2 separate regions of the Ovis aries genome follow, and region 1 is linked to region 2. The links are chromatin contacts, called in public Hi-C maps. All regions are on one chromosome and are shown on one strand. Each heading gives the region's core, a stretch centred on a gene start, on an enhancer-like site or on the middle of the called end of the contact. The rest is flanking DNA. Distances are from core to core; before and after follow the strand shown. Region 1 overlaps TTC13 (tetratricopeptide repeat domain 13). Region 2 has its middle 70 kb from the start of FMN2.

What was found. Hi-C and Micro-C count contacts between places; a contact is called where the count stands out from the background.
Region 1: a contact with region 2 is called in a Hi-C map of hypothalamus, with 10 times the contacts expected there. The contact joins two enhancer-like sites. A contact is called at or near these places in 4 of 16 Hi-C or Micro-C datasets (hypothalamus, muscle and tail adipose tissue).

Annotation. Positions count from the first base shown.
Region 1 is chr25:3,050,977-3,054,333 of ARS-UI_Ramb_v3.0, reverse strand. It overlaps TTC13 (tetratricopeptide repeat domain 13), which reads left to right. Exons shown (of 19, transcript XM_042241103.1): 13 at 207-291. Among named protein-coding and RNA genes, the nearest start is that of C25H1orf198, 45 kb to the right of the region's middle. Within about 2 kb of position 1,858, at least 9 of the 54 cell types and tissues checked have an H3K27ac peak or open chromatin away from gene starts, as enhancers often do. A contact at or near this core is called in hypothalamus, where this site is marked.
Region 2 is chr25:2,848,801-2,852,263 of ARS-UI_Ramb_v3.0, reverse strand. No RefSeq gene overlaps it. Among named protein-coding and RNA genes, the nearest start is that of FMN2, 70 kb to the right of the region's middle. Within about 2 kb of position 2,088, at least 7 of the 54 cell types and tissues checked have an H3K27ac peak or open chromatin away from gene starts, as enhancers often do. A contact at or near this core is called in hypothalamus, where this site is marked.

The DNA.
Region 1 (3,357 bases), core at 609-3,108, 200 kb before region 2:
ACTGCTGTTTCCCTAATTCTCATCTGTAGCGCAATACTTATTAGATTAAACTATTCCCTTATTTCGATACTTTGGTTGTGGTCCACCATTTTGAATATTGAGCCACTTGTAATTAAGGATTTATCTAAATTAAAGGTAATAGCATAACTAACTACTGATTTCTGTGTTAATTTTAGTTGCTATCTCTCTCTCTTTCCTCTTTAAAGCGCTAATAATCCTAAAGGATTGTTGGAAGTTAGAGAAGCTCTGGAAAAGGTCCACAAAGTGGAAGACCTCCTTCCAATTATGAAGGTAAATTTATCATCAAAATCACAGTAGTTGTTTTTAGGGGAAAAAATTAGTACTCTTTGAAAGAAGAACTTATTATCATTAGATGCATAATTGTTAATGTTATTAGTATTTTAAGGTTTATAAAGTGTGCCACTTAAAAACACTGATAAAAACACATTCTGAATAATAACCAAAATTAAAGCAGACCCTAGAAGGTAGGAAAATGCAATAAGGAAAGCAAAGTCAATTCAACTAAAGGTTGACAGAGAGAGAAGGGGGAGCATTAAGATAAGGGGGGAATGTGTAGAATGGGTGATGTGTCGTGAGTGACTGACTCCCCCCCCCGAAAGAACAGGCATCTCAAATCGGTGTTTTAAAGCCCAGCTGCGTTCTGTTCACTGGAAACATCTGCAAGAAGATGATGTTCAAAAAGTTCAAGGCTGAAAGGTAGGCCAGGCAAATGCTCCTGGAGAAAAGCAGGTGTGGCAATGTCAGTATCAGAAGTATTTGAATTCAAGATAAAGGGCCCATCAGGGGGAAATAATTATGTTGTTTTAAAAGTATAAGCCATTAAGAAATTAGAACTTTATGAACCTTTTCTCCAAACTACCCAAGATGTGCCCACAGCAGGAACATTTGATTTTTTTCAATTAATAGTTTGACCTATAACATAAAACTTGAATAAATATTCTCCTTGTAGCTATAGTAGATAAGACTGATGTACATCAAGTACATGATAAGACATTTCTGTGTCTGACAAAGCTCACACATTTCTAAAGCATAACCAGGAGGCATCTTGTCATGGGCAAAGCCACAAGCTGGCCCCACGGCCCAGGCCTGTCTGCTCACTGGGCTAGGCCGTCGCTCCTGGCTCTCCTCCAGGCTCTTTGTGCTGATGAGCCTTGTTTCTGACCAACCTGGTTATTCTGAGGGTCTTGTGAACTGAGGTGTGGTTCTCAGTCTTCTCAAACCTGTCTTAGCAAACCTGACTTCAGCAAACCTGTTCAGATGGCCCCTTTACTACACTAAAATCAAATCCATAAGAATGTACATACTCAAAAAAAATCCCTTAGAAAGTCACCAAAGTGCTGTAAAGGAGCTCTAAAAGCTAAGTTGTCTATAGGCAAGAAACAGTAGGTCAGCATTTAGGCATATCTTCATGAGAAGCCACAAAGAAGTAGCCGGTTGCTTGCTCATGTGTGTGAAGTCTTGGTGAATGTGACGGCTCCAGAGGCAGCCCTGCAGCCATCTGTCATTTGGTGACTCAAGTATCATGAGCTATGACTTTGGTGATACGGTTTTCCATAATGGATGGTAAACCACACTTAATAAGTTCTGTACAATGTACAGATACACTCTTTCCTCAGTTTATGTGCTGTTTGCATTTCTAGAAAAGTCAGTGGGTATTTCAGCTGTAACAGATACTTAGCGTGAGAGTGTAAACTGGAGTCTGAGTCCAGGCCTAGGTGATTATTACATTATAAACAGCTTCTTCATCCATATGCAAATCCAGTGGGAGTCATGCCCGTGTGACTGTCCCTTGCACCTCATCCTCGTAGCCACACTCTCCCCTGAATTCCCCAAATGTCCCCCAGGGGGCAGAATGGCCCCACCAAGGACTGCTGGATGCACCAGACAGAAAGAAACTGGAGCCTGACTCAGATTTCAGTCTTTAGCTTTCCAATGGGTATTTTCGGCATTTAAATTTACTATATTAGGCAGAATACGGAAGCAGCTGAGGGATATTTTAACACATATATATGGAAGTGAAAAGTGAGAGTGTTAGTTGCTCAGTCATGTCCCACTCTTTGTGACCCCATGGACTGTAGCCTACCAGGCTCCTCTGTCCATGGGATTCTCCAGGCAAGAGTACTGCCGTGGGTTGCCATTCTCTTCACCAGGGGATCTTCCCAACCCAGGGATTGAACCCAGGTCTGCTGCATTGCAGGCAAATTCCTTACTGCCTAAGCCACCAGGGAAGCCCGTAGAATGTGTGTGTGTGTGTGTGTGTGTGTGTGTGTGTGTATTAAGAAAAGCATAATGCACAAAAGGCTGCAGTTGCTGGAGAGCTGCTAAGGGGCCCAGTATCACCCTCCCCCACCCCCCCGCCCCCAGTGTCTGGCTCCCAATGCAAAGTCATTGCCTGTTTGGCTATATCTGGGAATGGCCATCTCACTGTGGCCTTGCACACCGTGCCTCCACCCAGGCTGTGTGTGTACTGGTGTTTCTAAAGGCACACATAGAAGTGAATGAAACTATGCCTTTGTGTTTAAAGTGCTTGTTGAATGTGATGCCCTGACAGGTTCTTCTACACGACGTACCTCAGCCAAAGAGCCAGGTTCAGAGTTACCTCAGTTCCCCTCGGGCAGCTGGTTAGTGAATTAGGGGACTGGATGTCATGAGGGCCTGGGTCCCCGTTTCCATGTGCAGCTCAGGCAGGACCTCACCTTGCCTCATCTCACCAACTGGGTTTCCTCACCTGTGAGATTGAGGTCGTGGCCTATCTTATAGGCATGCAGGGAGCATTAAAGAGGATTGACGCATACCCTTAAGTGTTAGCACATTCTGCCCCTAAAAGTCCTTGTCCTCATACAAAGACATCTCTTGTCTCAGCCCCTGCTGCCAGCCTTCCTGTCCACATCCACACATCTTCACCCTTCCCTGGACCTTAGTGAATGTCCACTGGTCACTGTTTTTAGACAGCTTTTTCCTCCAGTGTGTTTTCTGAAGCACCACCTCTTTTTATTTTACCGTCGGTTCTCTCATTCAAGTCTGTCAATCCTAAAAAATGCTGGCTACAACCGAATTTGGGGAGGATGCTTCTGGAGCAATGACAACACCTATTTATTGGCTTTTCAGTTTGTCGGAAGTGTTTTAAACAGAAAGCTGTGTTCATACTCAGCACCCTTAAGAGCCATTCTTACCTCCAGTTCCTTTAGAATACTCTGCTTTGTTACTCTGGTCTGCACAGTTGGGGTTTATGCATGTGTGTGTATGAAATTCTTGGTTGACAAAATTCTGAGTGCTTTTCAGACAGATAAGAGTCTACTTTGAAGAAGCACTAGCAAAAATGCATGGTGCTATTTT
Region 2 (3,463 bases), core at 839-3,338:
GACAGGATATTCTGCTTGGAAGGAAGAATCGGATCCCAGAACAGAGGACAGACAAGGTCTCCACAGTCTGTCAGAGCACAGACCACAGTGGCAGCAAGGTGCACGTAAAGGGTGAGGCAGCCTCCTACTGCAGCCCCTGCCATCTGTCCCCCAAGGCGTCTTGTGCTTCATGCCTTGGCCTGGGCTACTCCCTACCTCAGCCTGTTAGGGGGATGCATGTTCGTTTATTCATTCACTCATTGTTTTATTGTGTATCTGGTTCCTGTTCTGTGCCAGGCTCCAGGTGAATGAGGCCTCATCCTTGGAGACCCAGCTCAGACATCACCTCCTCCATGAAGCCCTTCTTGATTCCCCACCCTTTCTACAGCTCCTCTGGCCTCATCTGGAGCCCCTAGGACTGTGATCACATGTTTACCTCTCCAGCCTGTGAGCTCTGTGAGGGTCTGGGCCTGATGCGAAAAGGGGCTCAGAAAACTGATGAGGATAAAACACCAAATAGATGAAAGGACCAAACTCAGGCCACATGTCCATCAAGCGCCCCTTCTCCATCCCTCTAGGACCAGGCTCCATCATCAATAGGAAGCAAAGGGACCCACTCTCACCTCATGCTCATTCAGACCACTAACAGTCTGGGTTTTTTTCCCCCATTTTAATTTTTCTTTTTTTAACTTGGGAGCCATGTCACGATGGTGCCCCTGAGTAGTGAGAGACGTAGTCGCCACTCCAGGACTGGAATCTACCTGTCCTGTCTTAGCTGATACTGGACAGGAAGCAAGTGCAGGAGGAGATGGCTCAGGGTCTCCCCAGAAGCGTCTCTTCCATCTCACTGGAAGAGGCGAGGTGGAGAGAGAGGAGGCGCAGCTGCCAGGGCTGGGTCACGGCAGGAGGAGTGGAGACCAGGGGCTCCCCGTTTCCCTGCTGCTCCTGCCTCTACGTGGAGCCTGCTTCTCATGCTGCAGCCCACCTCCAGGCCCTCGCAGGGCTGAGCCTCCACCAGGAACCCTCTCCTCTCCTCACCAGCACCAGTGCCCTGGCCCTTTCAAGACTCTGCTCTTCTGGGGACTTGTCCCTGAGCCTGCTTGCCCCGTGCACCTGCCCCACTCTGACTCACTCCTCCACTCTGTCCTCAGCCCTCCTGTTGTAATGGCCTGAGGACGACACGTCTCCCTGGGACATAGTCTCTGCTCTGGGGCCAGCTGAGACCCAGCAGACTTTGGTCATAAGCTCTAAGTCTCTGTGACCCTGGGTGAGTCCCTTGTCCCCTTGGAGGCTCCGTTTTTCCTGTAAAGGGTCCGGCAGTGGCCACCTCACAGCAACGCTGACCCATTGGAGCTGCCGGAGGTGGAGTTGGGCCAGAGACTGTGGCCCTCAAGGCTGGCCCGGGGACCAGGCCCCTCATAGCCAGTGTTTGTGGAAAGACCGGGAGCAGCGATGCATGCGTGGTGGGAGAAGGGCAGGGTTTAGGGGCAGCTTTGGAGCCTGAAGACACACCACCAGGCGACACTTTATGGAGCTCCTGGCCCTGGCTTCTCCCACCCCTCCCCTTCCTGACTGCCTTCGGACGACATGTGACGACGAAACCCTCCTTTGAGGGCTGCACTCAGCCCATTTATCCTGCCCACCAGCGGGTCAGGACAAACTCCACACAGCTGTGGCCCTCACGTCAGCAAAGCTCCATGGACTAGGAGGAGGACTGCAAACCTGGACACCTCCAGGGGCAGGCAAGAACAGGGCAGGGAGAGCCTGGGCCTGGGGGCTGCGCAGGGGGAGGTGGGAACTGTGGCGAGCTGGGGACACAGCCTCTTCCAGAAGGGCCCCCACTCAGACTCAGAACAGCCTCATCTGTTCACCCCCTGACAATGTCCCCCAGGAGGCCAGGACTTCTCATTTCATGTCAAAACTCACAAAGCTAGAAATCTGGGGCTTTGTCTGAAATCTCCTAGTTTTTAAATGTTGGAATTACTTTTAAAAATCCAGATTTGCTCCTGAGCCCTTGTTCAAGGCCCTTGGTTTAAGACCAAATGTGGGCTGAGCAGCTGCCCCGAGGCGGGGTCCAGACCAGATGCTCTGCCACTGCACAGCACGGCCCTAGTCCTCCAGTGCCTCCTTGTGGATGCTCACGGGACAGCTTCATCCGCAGAAGCCAGGCCCCAGGCAGGGTACGGTGGGGGGTCAGGGTCTCCCAGGGCTGCCCTTTCCTTCAGCAGATCCACGGCAGTGGAGCCATTTATGCCCCACACCAGACTTGCCCTGTGTGTGGAGGAGCTGGAGTTGCCTCCACGAGAAGCATCCTTGTGCAGGAGAGCAATGAGCCTTCCCCAAAGCCCTAAACCTGTATTGAGCACCTGCTGAATACACAGTCCTAGGATGGGAGCTTCGTGGATGGAGGAGCCCGGGCGTCTGACCGCAGGGGACCAGATAAGCCAGATGAGAAGGCAATGGTGTTCAGGGCTTCAAGGAGGAGGGAAGATACATCTGACGGGGTAGGGGGCATGTGACTGGGCTACCTTTGAAGCATCATTGCCAAGTGATCTGGGGGTACAGAGGACACGTGTGCTTGGTGCTCAGAAGGTGTGGGGAGCAGAGGGAGGGACCGTGTCCCTGCAGAGGCCTCCCTCCCCTTCCTCCATCCTGACGGGGCTGCTGCTGAGGCCACTCTCAGTCTGCCCTCCTGGCCCTGTTACTAGCTCTCTATACAGATGAGGACGCCATGGTGCAGAGAAGGCAGCGGCCACCTGCACTCACACAGCAGGGTCTCAGTGACCCCTCCTGGGGGCCCTGTTATGAGTTCTCTATGGCAGATGTAGACCCTTTCTCTGCTTCAAACTTTAGGTTTCAGTTTGTTTGGGTTCACTGTGCACTGGGAACAAAACATGTGTTCCATAACATGGACACAAACTACACTTCCACTGTCAGACAAGGGTGACGAAGTGTGGTACACACCATATGCACACATATGCAATGGACCTTACCCGGATATATATCAAATATACATAGACAATGGATCTTACCCGGATATATATCAAATTTACATATACAATGGACCTTACCCGGATATATATCAAATATACATATACAATGGACCTTACCCGGATATATATCAAATTTACATATACAATGGACCTTACCCGGATATATATCAAATATACATAGACAATGGATCTTACCCGGATATATATCAAATATACATGTACAATGGATCTTACTCAGATATATACCGTATGTACACATACAATGATCTTACTCAGCTATATATCACATATACACATATCTAATGGATCGTACTCAGCTATAAAAAAGCATTTGCAACAACATGAATGGACCCAGAGGGCATTATGCTCAGTGAAATATGTCAGACAGAGAAAGACAAGTACAGTCTCACTTGTATGTGGAACTGAAAAAAGAAATCAAACTCCGAAACAGAACAGGGTGTGGGAAACCAGAGGCGGGTGCTGAGGGGGCA